Linked DNA regions of Anser cygnoides: region 2 is linked to region 1. The links are chromatin contacts, called in public Hi-C maps. All regions are on one chromosome and are shown on one strand. Each heading gives the region's core, a stretch centred on a gene start, on an enhancer-like site or on the middle of the called end of the contact. The rest is flanking DNA. Distances are from core to core; before and after follow the strand shown. Region 1 holds the start of FDXR (ferredoxin reductase). Region 2 holds the start of LRRC59 (leucine rich repeat containing 59).

What was found. A called contact is a pair of places that touch in the nucleus more often than the background predicts.
Region 2: a contact with region 1 is called in a Hi-C map of liver, with 8 times the contacts expected there. The contact joins the promoter of LRRC59 here to the promoter of FDXR in region 1. A contact is called at or near these places in 2 of 7 Hi-C or Micro-C datasets (both in liver).

The regions. Positions count from the first base shown.
Region 1 is chr19:6,147,290-6,154,673 of Taihu_goose_T2T_genome, forward strand. It overlaps FDXR (ferredoxin reductase), which reads left to right and starts at 3,763. Exons shown (of 11, transcript XM_048064212.2): 1 at 3,763-3,862; 2 at 5,200-5,297; 3 at 6,278-6,373. The coding sequence starts at 3,823. It overlaps LOC125182818 (a long non-coding RNA gene), which reads right to left and starts at 4,568. Exons shown (of 2, transcript XR_010825843.1): 1 at 4,462-4,568; 2 at 1,881-3,149. FADS6 (fatty acid desaturase 6) reads left to right here. Exons shown (of 6, transcript XM_066980077.1): 4 at 1-33; 5 at 502-681; 6 at 1,302-1,875. The coding sequence ends at 1,451.
Region 2 is chr19:6,309,415-6,316,798 of Taihu_goose_T2T_genome, forward strand. It overlaps LRRC59 (leucine rich repeat containing 59), which reads right to left and starts at 4,057. Exons shown (of 7, transcript XM_048064170.2): 1 at 3,788-4,057; 2 at 3,404-3,463; 3 at 2,731-2,889; 4 at 2,285-2,389; 5 at 1,521-1,593; 6 at 668-841; 7 at 1-22. The coding sequence starts at 3,892. ACSF2 (acyl-CoA synthetase family member 2) reads left to right here and starts at 7,191. Exons shown (of 13, transcript XM_066980257.1): 1 at 7,191-7,324. The coding sequence starts at 7,263.

The DNA of each region.
Region 1 (7,384 bases), core at 2,513-5,012:
GCTCACCCCTACATCCACGTCAACATATTCCAGGTACAAACCCGAAGCCCCGAGATGTCCCGATGGTGCCGGAGCCACCTCCCGGCCCTGGCCTCTCTTCTTGCGCCAGCTAAAGGCGAGCAACATTGGCTGCAATCTCCCTCGTGCCGATGTTGTAAGAGGGATGTGGCTGGGAGAAAGTCGGGGAGGAAGGGCTGCGTGATGTCCTCCACGGTGACCTATGGGTTTGGGGGGTTGGTGCGATTGCATTTGGGAATGCAGCCCGGGTGGTGCAGTTCCTCCAGGTGGCTGGCTTTAAGGGTCGGTTTTTGGGGGTGGGGGGACACCCCAGGGGGCTCCTCAGTGGCTCTGTGTGTGGTTTTTGCTCTTGGAGAAGAGCAACCCTGGGGACAGACCCAGCACTTGGGTTGGCAGCCGACCCTCAGCTCAGTGCAGCCGGAGCCACCGCATTCCCCGGGGGGGGGGGGGGGGGGCACGAGACCCACCCCACCTCTCTTGCAGCACATCGGCCTCCCCATGTTCGCGGCCGATCGGAAGCCCAAGCGCATCCACCAGATGAGCCTGGGCGTGCTCAACCTGCCCCGTAATGCCCTGCTCGACTGGGCCTTCGGCCACTCGCTCATCAGCTGCCACGTGGAGCACCACCTCTTCCCCGGCCTGTCCGACAACATGTGCCTCAAGGTGAGCTGGCCACGAGCCTCCTCCGGCCTCCAGCACCCTCCTGGTGCTCCGGGTGCTCCTACCTCTTCTCTTGGGACACATCCCGGGTGCTGCCAAGGTTGTAATTAGCCTCACCAAGAGTCCACGGCAGGCTCTGATCCTGTTGATCCTGTCCCTGTTGCTCCGAGGCATGGGGGATGCGTTTTAAAAGTGGGGTGTGAGCGCTGCCCCAGCAGGGATCTCCATCCATTTAAACACATTTTTTGACCTTAATTTTGGATAGAAATGGAATAATTGTGAGGAGGGAGCGCTGGCACAAGGGTTGTGCTGATGGGGCGGGTAGGACCAACCACACCACGTGGGGATAACTGTGGGGACACATGGGGAGTGTGTGGGGCCAGCCCTCATTAAAAGCCTCATTAGGACATCTGTCCTAACCCTACCGAGGCGTTTGGCCAGGGGAATTCCCCTCATTGCTGCAGCTGGATGCTGCCTTCCTTTTAATTTTCACAGCAGGGTGGTGGCTTGTGCCTCTCCAGCCCTGTTTGGGGACGAGTGGGGTCTCGTGGTCAGGGAGCCAGGCTGGAAACCTGCAAACGTCAGCCCTGCTGCATGGGGTGACTGTGTCCCTGCCCCTGCAGATCAAACCTGTTGTGTCCCGGTACCTGAGGGAGAAGCAGCTGCCCTACAACGAGGACACCTACTGCGCCAGGCTGCGGCTCTTCCTGCGGCGGTACGAGGAGCTGATGGTCCACGCGCCCCCCATAACGGAGCTGGTGGGCATCCAGTGAGGCGGGGGGGCTGCCGGCGGGGGTCCCCTGAGCAGTCGTGTGGGGAATGCCTCTCCCTGAGGGCTTGCTTTTGGGTAGCTGCACCAGGAAAAGGGCTGAGCCATGCCAACGCCAGGGTCCTGAAGGGGGTCCTGAGGTCCCGAAGGGGGTCCTGGCCCCCCAGAGCCACTCACAACCAGGGTTTAGCTTCACCCGCTCTGTGTTCACGCCTGGGAGAGCAAAGCCAAGCCCCCTGCTGGCTGTGGGCCCCGGGCAGGGACGTGTCCCCTGGGCACCCTTCCTACACCTGGGGGCTGTGGGGAGATGCTGAGGATGTGGGGGGGGCTCTGCTGACCCCCGGAGGGGCTGTCACTGCTGCTGTGCTTTACCCGACCTGGGGGGCGAGCAGTGCCTCCAGGAACAAGAATTTGACAAATCAGCCTCAGCCTCTTGCTGTGGATCTTCTTTATTTTATTTTTTTTTTTTCTGGAGCAAATCCTGTGGGGGTCCTGCCTCACACAGGGGTGTCTGTATTGGGGGTGCTGGGGGGGACCCCAACGGCAGCCGCGGTTCCTGCCAGGCCTTTTTCAGGGCTCAGCAGGAGGATGACAGGCAGATTTCCAGCCTGCACGAGCCTGGGAGATGTTCCCATTCAGCCGGGGCTGGACTCATCCTGCTGGGCCGCTGCCAGGGGGGAGGATGCTGGCACTGCCTTTCCCCAGGCGGTTTTGTTATCTCGACCCTGCAAGCCCAATAACAAAGTTCATCCCAATGGGGGATGGGGGTGAGTGAAGCAGAGAAGGCAACTGGTCAAACTGGGACCAGCACAAGAGGTGGCACCAACCCTGGGTTTCACTAACCTGTCCCTGGATTCGCTTCTGTGGGGCACAGATAGGATTTCCCGGGGGATGCTGGCACCGTGGAGCAGCCCCTATGCTGGTGCTGGGGTCACCGTGTCCTCTCCTGTGCGGTTTTATTGATCCAGAACATTGTGAAACATCCAAAGGGCAAAAATCCCAGAGCATGCATTTTGTGATGTCTGCGGGAGGGAGGCTCTGGGGGTGGCAGGGCTCAGGGGGGCAGAGCCAGGCTCTGCTGCGTGTGCCAAAATAACTCAGGGTGAGTTCCTACAAGTGGTGCTTTTGGTCCAGATTGGGTCATTTTGGCATCAAGCGGACCTTCAGCTTTTTGCCCCCCCCCTGTTAGGGAGCAGGGTGGGCAGAAAATGCTCATTCTCCTCCCCTGATGCAAAGAGATGTGTACCAAAATGTTTTTAAGCATTTCTGGGATCACCAGCCCTGTGCACAGGGGGTTTGGGGGGATCTTGTTTAATGCAGTGTCATCTAGTGGCAAACACTGAGGGTCTTCAGCCAGCGGGAGGTGACTTGTTTGGGAAATACACCTTTAAATATGCCTTTATTTGCTGTCAGAGGTGGCAGCTTTGGCAGAGGTCAGTGAAACAAACTCATTGCTTCTGCCTAAAAGGGAGATTTCTGGGGACCTGTGCTCAGAACCCCCCGGATTTCTGCCTTGAGTGATTCCCCTTGCTACGGGTGACGTTATAATGCTGATATTGGGATTACACCACCAGCCCTGTCTCTCTGGGCAGTGCACTGGGGGCTGTGTTGCACTAATTCTGGGGCTTGGGAGTGCAAACACGGGCCTTAAAGCTGCTGGAAACGCCGCTCCTCGCCCCAAGCAGATGGCCAGGAACCGAGTCTGGAGCATGTGAGAGAAGACATGTGGGGGTTTTACCACACTTATTAAAAGCAGATTCGGGCTGTAAGCTCCCCTCAGTCCAAACTGGTTTTAGAGAAGCCCCGTCGGTGCCTGCCTGACCCCCGGCACCCGTTCTGCCTCTGCCCAGCCGCTGTGCCCCCGGAGCCCATCGCTGTGCCCTGTGTGAGATCTGACGTGCAGTAATGGGGGATGAAATGCAATAACAGGGACTTAAAAACAAATAAAACAGGGACAAAACAGGGCCCCTCACAGAGACCGGAGCTGGGAGCCTCCAGCACCGGCCCCTTCACCACCCCTGGGGGATGCTGCGGGTTGTTCCCGGCTTGCTGCAGCACGTGAGGATGGCTTAAGGACCATTCTCTGGGCTCGCTTTCCCCAGGAGCCCTTTACAATAAACCACTCTGTGCATTAATTAACCCAGCGCAATTAAAGCCCAGGCACTGATGGGCTCACCTCCCCTGGGTACCGTGGAGGACTCACCCATAGAGGGCGCTGGCTAGCGCGGCCCCGACGCGGCCCTTCCCTCCCTGCCTCTCTATGGTGCTGCCCGCTTCCTGCTCCGGGTGGCCGCGGGGGCGGGGTTATGCAAATAGAGGGGCCGTTCTGCCTCCTGATTGGGCGGCGGGGAGGAGGGGCGGTGGCGGCGGCCGGGATGGGGCCGGGCGGAGCGTGCTGGAGGGGCGGCGGGGCCGGTGAGGGGGGGGCACGGGGGGGGGACGGGGCGGGGGGGAGCGGCGGGGGTCGGGAGGGGCGATCCCGGTCCCGATCCCGATTCGAGTCCGCGATCCAGGTCCCGGTCCCCGATCGAGTTCCCGGTCCCTGATCCCGGTCCCGGTCCCTGATCCCGATCCCGGTCCCCGATCCCGGTCCCGGTTCCCGATCCCGGTCCCCGATCCCGGTCCCCGATCCCGGTCCCCAATCCCGATCCTGGTCTCGATCCCGGTCCCCGTCGCGATCCAGGTCCCGGTCCCCGATCCCGGTCCCGATTCTGGTCTCGATCCCGGTCCAGGTCCCCGATCCCGGTTCCCGATCCCCGTCCCAATCCCGGTCCCGGTCCCCAGTCCCCGATCCCGGTCCCGCTTCCCGATCCCGGTCCCAATCCCGATCCCGGTCTCGATCCTGGTCCCGGTCCCCGATCCAGGTCCCCGATCCCGGTCCTAATCCCGATCCAGGTCCCGATCCCCGCTCCCGGTCCCCGCTCCCGGTCCCGGTCCTGGTCCCCAATCCCAATCCTGATCCCAATCCCGGTCCCCGATCCCAGTCCCGGTGCTGAGCATCCCTGGGGTCTTACAGCAGGGCCCCGTCCCCCCCCTGCCCGCATTGGGTCCGGGGGTCCCGGTGCGGTGCTCGGTGCTGGGCGGCAGCCGCGGGGCCGGCCCCGGGCGGGAGGGAGCTCCGCCCGCTGGCACCGGGGGGGGGGACGGCCGGGGGGGGGCCGGGGGCGGCCGGGTATATCTGGGGGGAGCGCCCCGCGGCGTCCTGCCGCCCCCCGGGGAGGCCATGGCTGGGGTGGGGGGAGCTGCACGCCTCGGTGGGTGCTGGGGGGGGCCGAGGGGTGCTGGGGGGGGGCTCATGGGGGTGCTGGGGGGCTCGGGGGGGTTGGTGGGGGGTGACGGGGGGGCTCATGGGGGTGCTGGGGGGCTCGGGGGGGTTGGTGGGGGGTGACGGGGGGCTCATGGGGGTGCTGGGGGGCTCGGGGGGGTTGGTGGGGGGGTGATGAGGGGCTCGGGGGGTGTTGGTGGGGCTTAGGGGGGTGCTGAGGGGCTCGATGGGGTGCTGGGGGGGCTCAGAGGGGTGCTGGAGGGGGCTCAGCAGGGTGCTAGGGGGGCTCAGAAGGGTGCTGAAGGGCTCAATGGGGTGCTGAGGGGGCTCAGGAGGGTGCTGGGGGGCTCAGAGGGGCTGGTGGGGGATCTTCGGGGGTGCTGGGGGACTCGGGGGGAGCTGGTGGGGGGGTTTAGGGTGTCTCAGAGGGGCTAGCAGCTCACACAGGATCCCACCATCATGTCTCCTCGGTCCTTTGCCCCTCCAGGTGCCCGCCGGTGGCTGTCCTCGCGTGCCCCGGCCCCCCGGGTGTGCGTGGTGGGCAGCGGCCCCGCAGGGTTCTACACGGCTCAGCACCTCCTCAAGGTACCAGGGTGTGGGCTGGGGGCACAGGGTGCTGCTGGGCTGGGGCCTGCCCACTGAGCGAGGCCTCTCGGCACTTCCAGGGGTCTGGGGAATGGTTTGGGGGCTTCTGTCCCTGCTCCGGCCAGGTGTGGTGTCACTGGGGGGCTGCTTGGAACAGCGCTGGTCCTACACAGTCATCCTGACCCCTTCCACTGTAGGGCTGGGGTGATGTCCCTGGGTTATCTGGGCTGGAGCAGGGGGTGGAGAGGTTGCTGCGAGCTAAGACTGAGTGATTTTTCTGGAATCAAATAAACAGCAGCGACCCACTACCTGCTTCCCTGGCTCCTCCCCGTCCCCCTGGGGCACAAGGGTGCTTTGTGTCCCGGTGGCCGTGGCCGCAGGTGTTGGTGCTGTGGCTAGTCTCTGGTGGGAAACGAGACCGAAGCACCGACTGAATGAGGTCTGACCAGAGACAGCTTAACCCTGCCGTTAAACCGTGCCGCATTGTCTCTGCTCCGTGCTGGAAAATAGCCGTCGCTAAGCCTCAGGGACAAATTTCAGGGCTGCCTAATCTCTGGGAAGAGGCTGGCTCCAAATACAAGATAACAGAGCCCTTGCAACAAAACATCTGTCTGAAGCTCCGGCCCCACCCTGGGGTCACCCAGCACAGTGGCTCTCAGCCCAGTGGGTGACCAGCACCGAGGGTGCTGAGCTCAGTGTCAGCACAGGGGACCCCCCCAGGACCCTGTTTAGTCCCCCGGTCAGCGTGGCAGAGGGGCTGTGGGGTGGGTGACAGGACAGAGCCTCCACAAGAGGTAGGTGATGATGGCTGGGGTCATATCCTGCGCCGCGCCGTGTGGTCTGAGCTGGCAGGAGCAGGTACGGCACTGCCCTGTACGTGACGGGGCCTCGTGTGGTGCGATGTGTGTCCCTCCCGAGCTGCCGGGCTCACGGGGCCTTTCCGCCCCCATTTCCTTCATGGCGGTTTTGCTCCCCTGTAGCACCACGACCTGGCACAAGTGGACATCTATGAGAAGCTGCCCGTTCCCTTCGGGCTCGTGCGGTTTGGTGTGGCTCCAGACCACCCCGAAGTGAAGGTCAGTGCTGGTTTCCTTCCTTTGCTGCTACATTTGAAGATGATGATGATGGCGGGTGCAGACCAGGCAGTTGGTGTCCTTCACGGCTAGCTTTGGGCAGGATCCTTTGATGTTACCATCTCCTTGTCCTTGCTGAGGCCCAGCAAGGCCGTGCTGTCCTAGGGAACATCTGGCTTCAGGGCTCTGAACACCGGGTCAGAAACACAGTGGCCGTGTGGTGGGAAGTGCTGCTCCAGGACAGACTCCCTGTGCTGTTCAGACTGGCCAGAACAAGAACAAAGCTCTGATAATCTTCTTCCAGGATGCTTTATGCTCTCCTGCAGCTGCTGCAGCACCAGCACAGGCTGTTCCTCTCGTGCTCTGCCCTACCCTGGGAGTGCAGTGGTTTGTCTGTACTCGGCCTTACCCATCGAGGGAGACTGGGAACATGGATCCGCTGTTGGGGTGGTGGAGTTGGGCTGTAGGTGCACACCCGAGCAGGGAGAAGTTAAACCAAGGAGCTCTTTTAAATCAGCCCTTTCCCTTTGCCTTGCAGCGGGTGGGAGTTGTATGCAGAGCTGGCTGCTGTGTCTGGGCTGGGGTGGAGGTGGTTGCAGTGGGAGATGCAGACAGCAATATCTTGGGATGGTTTCCCCGTTTAATCCCTGGAGATCGTCTGGTGATAGACCAAAATGCCTGCCTCCCTTTGGTCTGAAGGACAAGGAGTATATATATATAGGTTTGGGGCAGCTTTCCCATTATGGTGTATGCATCTTGTTACCAGACTGGGTCAGGTTGTACCTGCAGGGAAATCAGGGGTCCTTCTGCTGAATAGCTGCAATCTCTCAGGAGAAAAGGCTTCAGGTGCTGTCCTGCCTTGTGCCCTTCTCTTGGTGCAGTGGGTTTCAGGAAGGCTTGAAATGAGAGGCTGGCAGAGGCGGTCCGGCAGACAGCACCCCGGATGGAGGGGGTTGTTTAGCTGGGCTCCCTTGTGAGCCTCACCTCGGGGATGGAGCTTTCTCCTCCAGCAGG
Region 2 (7,384 bases), core at 2,807-5,306, 160 kb after region 1:
GGACGAGAACTGGAGGCAGGCTCTGTAACAAGAACGTTTGCAAGATCAAGAATGTGAGGATTTAGTCAAATATCTTTAACAATTACATGCAGAAGCATGCTGCTCAGGTAACGTGCTTTAGCCTGTGCTACGGTTGTCTTTTCTCATGAATCCTCATCACTTAACTCTGGTCAATAAATAAATGCACAAAATCTCCCCACTTACATGAGAAGTTTGAGATTTTCACTTCTGCCCATGGAAGTAAAGGCAGTAAAGCATCTCTGTGTTGCACAAGATCTGTTTTTAACGATATAGTTCAGTACATCTAAGAAGAAAGGAGTGGAGGGAGGTTCTCAGGAACACTTGCTTAACTACAAAATTCAGAAAGTTCTTCAGTTCATCCCGGATACTGCAGCACTGTTCCTCAGCTACAGCTGTCCACCTGTAAGGCTTCTAACAAGCTCTACTGCTGTGCTGTTTCCACACCACTCTTGCTCTCTCTCAGTACCTGGACTGCATAAAAGCAAATCTGGCATCAAAAATAGGATGCAGACTAAAAATATGTTGCAGTTCTATAGCAGTGGTCTTATTCATTCTCCTCTGCTTATTTTGCCTACGCAGTGCTCAAGGCATACATTAAATTATCACACTACAGTCTTTATTTGGACTCACTGTGGATGCTACTTACTTCGAGTTTGCACGGTTTCTTTTTTAGTTTTCTTTTCCATCTCCTGTTTTGCAGCTCTCTGAGCATCGTACTCCCGTCTTCTGCGTTCCTTTTCCTCTGCCTTCTCTCGCTTCCTCAGTTCCCTTTCTTGAGCCTCCCTGGCTCGCTGTTCAGCTTCACGCTTCTTCTCCATTTCTGGGGATTAATAGGAAGTTTTTTCCTTTAATTTAAAGAGTTGTTATTGCCTTCTTCTTTATTATCTGCTTATCTGTTCCCAGTTGGAACGAGGAAGCAAATCCCTGCACACAATCCTGGGCAACCTGCTGTAGCATGGGGACTGCACCCTTACACCCTTAGCCATTCTTTGATTCTGTGAAATTAAATAACCCCTGTGGTGGACTTTTGTTTTGTTGCTTGTTTTTGTTGCTGTTTTTTATTACATATCTTCCATCTTGCTACCTCAAATTTAGGCTTCCCTTAAAATAAATCCTGTGCTCTTCTTTCATATACTTTATGTGCAACCCATAGAACGTTCCAGCTGGGGACCTAACATGTCCCACTCCTGGGCGTGTTCAAGGCCACGCTGGATGGGGCTTTGAGCAGCCTGGTCCAGTGGAAGTTGTCCCTGCCCATGGATTTTTGAGGTCCCTTTCAACCCAAACCATTCTAAGATTCTGTTGTTGAGACAACAAATAGCACAGTGATCCCAGACTATCTTTCTCCCTCTGGCCCTCCTACCCTAGGACTCCCTGGTAGTCACAAACACAAAATTCTGACAGTTCCAAATAGTTGCTAGCTGGCAATCAATATATATGGGCATGTTAAAGATTGGGAACAGAACTCAGCAATGTGTGTGTGAGAACTTAGTGCTTACCTCGCTCTGCTTGGAGCTTCCGTTGTCTTTCTTGGTCCTGCTCAGACTGGATCACTTTCATATGCTGCAGTACCTTCAAGGCCCAAGAAAACAACCTGAGAGCTCTGCAGAAGGCTCATTGCGTAGCCAGTTCAAAACAGAACCGTTGGAGCGTAGCTGAGGACAGTCGGCTGGGTCTAACCAAGCCCTGAGTTTGCACACAGCTGCCTTAGCCCTGCAGGTACAGCTCTGAAGAGAGCTCAGACCTTCCTGCATGAACCTCTGCAGTTAAGAAGCAGGTCTGGGTGTCAGAAGAGCAAACGTGGCAAATGATGCTAGCTGATACAGAGGATCACAGAACGATTTTGGTTTCAGCAAACTGAATTCCTGCAAGGAACAGCACGACAAGGCAGTGGCACAGGCACAGATTTTTACCTCTTCTTGCTCCACAGCTCCCAGCAATAACTATTTACATGACCCTATAGTTTGCCAGAACTTCTCCAAAGATTTTTGTACACTGGAGTACAAGCCTACACACAGATTATTTTCTCTGAGTGTCCCTTTGCTTCCTTGGCGATGGAAGAGAGTCCTGCTCAGCCTGGTGTTTTCCCTCTCTAGGCACGGAAGCAGTGAAGTCAGTGCAGTGAACCAGCACCTCACTGGCTGAAGAAATTTCAGAGTGCTGCAGCAGCAGCTGCCCAGCTTGCTAAGCAAAAAGAGGAAAAGCCATGCACCGACAGAGCTAAGTGAGGAAAAAACAATAAAAGAGCAAGCAGGTTCCTTACCCTGACAGCAGCCTGTTTACACTGCTTCTCGTCCAGGCAGTCTCCGGCTACTTTAGCTAGAACGGGATCCAGGGGATTGTCCTTCAGATCCAGCCACTTCAGGTTCTGCAGGAAGGAACGACAAAGGGGAGGCTGTAAGAGCACACAGCAAGCAGCTGACCACAAACAGCACAACGGTCCTGTAATTATTTAAGAGATCCAAAGCAGAAGCAAAGAGCCGCTTCATAAGAACGAAACAGGTATGGAAGACAAGCAGTGAGCTCAGGCAGAGGTCTTTTCAATAGATGTGAGATAATTTCCACTGAGCTGTGGTGCAGAGACAGCTGAATTTTGGAATGGGTAGTCATCAGGATGGATGCTTTACCAGGGAAATCAACTTGAGAAGGATCACAAGACCCTGGCTTGCATCCCAAAGCTTTACGTAACTGCCCAGCAAACAGTTTTACCTTGAGCTGTGCAAAGCTGACTGGCAGGGTGACTAAACGGTTGTTCAGGAGGTCCAGATGCTGCAGATTGACCAGGCGGCCAAAGTCCAAAGGCAGCTGTTGAAGGCGATTTTTGCTCAGATCCAGTTTCACCAGGTGCATCAAACTACAGAAGTCGGACTAAAAGCCAGATACAAAAAGCAGAAAAATCTTGTCAGCATCTTAACGAAGGAACCTTAGCAGGGAATGCGCTGAGGTAGCCTGCACCTTACGTAAGGCACAAATCCTGAACTTAGCCCAGGACTGCAGCTGGAGGAAAATCTCTCGGAAGAGAGAGGTAGGTGCCAGTGGGACAGACAGGACAGACAAACCAAACGTGGTGGTGTGCAGCAGGACAACCGAAAACCGAATTTCCACTGGCAAGGAAACCGGTCTGTGTTCACGTTGGGATCCTTTGGCGGGAAGATGCTGCAACCGTTGTTCAGTTTGACCTCCCTCGTTAGGTGCTACGTGTCTCAGTAAGAGCTACCCACCCGTACCGACCCTTAATCGGCAGCAGTGCCATTCAGCCACCCCACAAGGAGTAAAGGGCCATTTCCGAGCCTCCCTGCTCTGCTGGAGCACTATTTATCTCTCCTAAATATTTCCTAGCAGACCCTCCTTATCTTCACAGAGGCCCCCTCCAGCATCTTACCGGCAAGGAGATGAGGTTGTTACAGGACAAATCCAATATCGTTGCCTTCGGGAGCGCAGCCTGAAAGAGAAACAAAGTGCTTGGGCCCCCAGGTAGATACAAACCGGGACTGCACGTGCTACTTTTCTTCCACCCAGCCCGCGGGTTCCTCCTCAGGGCTGTTCCTGACGGGGTCCGGACTCAGCATCCTGGCTTTAGAGCCGGAAGGCAGAATTCCCGTGCTCACAGCCACGCAGCCTCTCTGCCCGCCAGGACCTGCGAGCCCTCCTCTCGGCCACGTTATCAACCCGCAGGCCGGCTCGGACACCCCCGGCCGCGGTGCGCAGCTCTCCCCGAACCCCCGGGGGGGCACCGCCCGGCACCTCCCCGCCGCCAGCCGCTCACCAGCTCCCTGACGGGCACCTCGCTCAGATCGCACAGGCTCAGGTCCAGCTCGTTGCCGTCGAGCTTGTCCTTCAGGCTCCCCGCCTTGCCGCCGCCCCGCGCCATGGCCCCGCCGCGGGCGGCGCTGCGGGAGGCGCGGGGCCGCGGGGCGGCGCGGAGCGGCGGGGGCAGCGCGGTGCGGAGCGGTGCGGAGCGGGCCGACGCGGAGCCGCCGGGCCAGGCCGAGCCACGCCGCTCCCCGCTCCCCGCCACCCACTTCCGCGGCCACGTCCTCGCTCGGGCCGGCGGCACCGGGAGGGTCCCCAGCGCCCTCTGCCGGCCCGGAGCGCCGCGCTCGGCTCCCCCCCCGGGGCCGCACCGCTGCCCCCCGGCTGCTCGGAGGCTCGGCGGGGGGCTCCGAGGGCTCCTGCGTCCCCTCCTCGCCGGCACTCGGCCGCTGCTGCTTCGGAGCATCCTCGGCAGCAGATCGCGGGCAAGCTGAGCGGTCTGTGCCTTGTCTCACAGCACTGGGTGCCGTCGCTTCGTTCTCGTCGTGGTGTCCATAATCAAAGCGCCACACTTGGGGTTTTTTTTTTGTGTCTTTTTTTTTTTTGCACCAAGGTGTTCCTCTTTCCAAGGAGGAATTCTGCAGCTATTACTCCTCCTTCGATCCAAAAGCTCCAGCACTACACGAGCAAAGTGCTCTCTTGCCTTGCCTGACCCACTGGTGGGAAAGTCAAAAAAAGGAGCCTGGGACAGAGCCAAGTTGGTATTACCAGTAATGGGATTGCAGCGAGTACCAGCCTTGGCTTTGCTTGCCCCTATGCAAATCGCGGTGTTAATGCTCTTGCAAAGTTGTTTATAACTGCTCCAGCACTTCTGCCCCCCGGGTGCCTTGGTTAGGCTTTGGGTTGCCTCTAGGCCTCTTCCAGCACTGAGATCTGCTTACCTCAGCACAGATGGGACCGAGATCACAGGAGTCTCTGAGCAAAGGCATCACAAACAGCAAACACAGATTTGTCTCACAGAAAGTCTAATGAAATTTGCCTAAAGTTGACGTGCTCCCACCCAGGAGGTTCTGTAGGTTCACAAAGCAGGTTATCGCACCTCCCGGTGGCAAGCTGACATTACAGAGCCCTCGTGTGAGAAAAGCGAGGTCCGGTTACGCAAGCACCTCCCCTGTGCCTCAGCCTTTCTCAGCGAGTTTCAGAGGGCAAGGAAGGGCCAGATCTGTGCCAGGGACAGGGGGGAAAGTCGTGCATCGCCAGGTCTCCCGACATGGACACCAAGGGAGGTGACCCGAGTTACCCAGAGCTAGGGTGGGCTCCTGTGGGGTCTCGTGCAGCAGCACGGCCCCTGCTGCCCTCTGACGGGCACCCCGGCCATCCTGGCAGAGGCACGCGGAGTCCTCCACGTGGAGGCTCAGAGGGGGCCTGGGTGAAACCTTGTGCATGTGTAGAAAATGCCTTCATGTGTGCAGTGCTGCGGAGACTGGAACGCCTGGAGTGTGCGCCACCTACCCGTGGTTAACTTCAAGGCAGATTTTTGAATCTTCATTAGAGAGAAATGATAGATCACTCGGTGTGCGTGAAGTGTTACTTGTCAGGCTGCCATCTCAAAGTCTCAGGCCTTGACCATCCCAAACAAACATACCCAGACGTGAAGGTCACGTTAACTCCTGTATAATTCTTTGTTTAATACCTAACCGGGCTTCACTCTTTAGCCTAGTGATCCGAACGTGGAAAGAAAGGTCAGCCTGAAACTCAGCTTTCTTTCTGTTTGTTTTTAAGGTGAGGGAATTTCAGATCACAGGCTTTTTTTTCCCTCTCTGGTTATACAACACCGAGCACAACATTGATGCTCCTGCAGTACAGGTACGGATAATTGCACTGGGCTTTGCTGCAGCAGTGAAGATGACTTCTGGCCATGGATGTCATATGGCCTTACATCATCTCCAGAAACGCAGAAACGCACGACTGATTTCAGTGGGACTGACACATGCAAACAGAGTTACTTGTGTGTGTCTAACAAGCCTTCAGACCTGCACGAGGCAGACAAATCGTACTGAGGGAGGGACATATCTGCCTGTTCTGCGAGAGAAAGGGTGGAAGAACAGCAGCAAGGAGAAGGGAGCAGGTCGGGGGCTGGAGGAGATTCCCACTGCTTTGCCCAGTTCCTGTGCGTAGCCACAGCCAATTTTTCACGTTTCAAAGACAAAGATTTCCCTTCCTCCAAGCAAAGAAAACACTGTCACTGCTACCACCAAACAAGCACATCAGGGAAAATCCAAAGTCTGCTTCTAAAACCAACTATCCAGAAGGGGAGATGTGGTTGCAGTCAGCATTTCACTACAGGGCTGTGTTATGAGCTTATTTTATGGCTTTGATGCCTCAGACACACTGATTCTGGGGCCAGTACCGATTCCCTCGTTCACAAGCTCTCTTGCGCTCGGCACAGCACAGCATGCCGTGAAGACTCCGCGTGCTGAACTCGTGTCCACCCGGGCAGAGCGTGGGAGGAGAACCAGAAGCGGAGCTCCAAAACGAGTGCCGGCGATCACCCCACAGGTCAGTGGCCGAGCGAGAAACAGCCCCGCGCTGGTAGCGCTGCGTGGCTCCTGCCTGCATGGCAGTCAAGGCTTCAAACACATCCCCCAGCCCTTCCACCGAAACGAGTTAGGCGTTGCCACCGTGCCTGGCAGTGCCCAGAAAGGCTGCCGGTGATTTCCCCCGGGGGACAATGCGTGTGTGTCCCCCCCCCCAGTGTCAGCGCTGCTGCGTGGCCCCCCAGAGCCCGCCCGGCTCTGGAGAAGCTCCCCAGCTCCTCAGTGCCCTGGTTGTGCTGTGGTGGGGTACAGGCAGCCAGGGAGTGCCGAAACCTCCCGGTGAGGTGTAGCTGCGGTAATTCCCTAGTAGGTAAGGCTGGAAGTCAAGCCCCAAGGCTTACTTGGGGCTGCGGGAAGGGCGAGGGCTGGCGTGTGGCAGCTGGGTTAGCCAAAAAAAAAAAGGGGGGGGCAGCCTGGACGGGAGCAGAAAGGAGCGGGGCTGCGGGAGGGCAGGGGGGCGATGGGCAGGGGATGGGGGCGTCCCAGGACCCACGCCCCCCACCCTGGGCCCCGCAGCCTTCCCCCCGAGGGATCCCCCAGCCTTCCCCCGATCTGCTCCCCCTGCCGGCAGCCGGCAGCGCCGGGGGGGGGGGGGGCGGCGAGCCGGAGGGAACGATGGGGGTCCCCCCATCCCACCCCGCTGCTGCCTGCGGAACGCCCCCGGGGGGGTGCCGGGGATGGCCGACCCCCCCCCCCCCCTTTCTTCCCCTTTTCCTTTCCCCTTCCCCGGCCCAGCCCCTCTCGCAGCCCCCCGGGGCCAGGCCCGGCCGGGGCCGAGGCGGATCCCGGTGCGCGCCGCCCCCGCCCCCGCCGCCGCCCGGCCCGGCCCGGCCCGGCCCCCCCCGCCCCGCCGGCCCCGCCCGGCTCCCGGCTCCCGGCGCCCCCGGACGCATGGCCACCGCCGCCCGGCTCGCAGCGCTGCCCCGCCGGGCGCTGCTCCTCCTGAGCGGCCGGTACGGACGGGGGAGCGGGGGGGCAGCGGGACGGCGGGGGGGCTGGAGGGGACAGGGGGC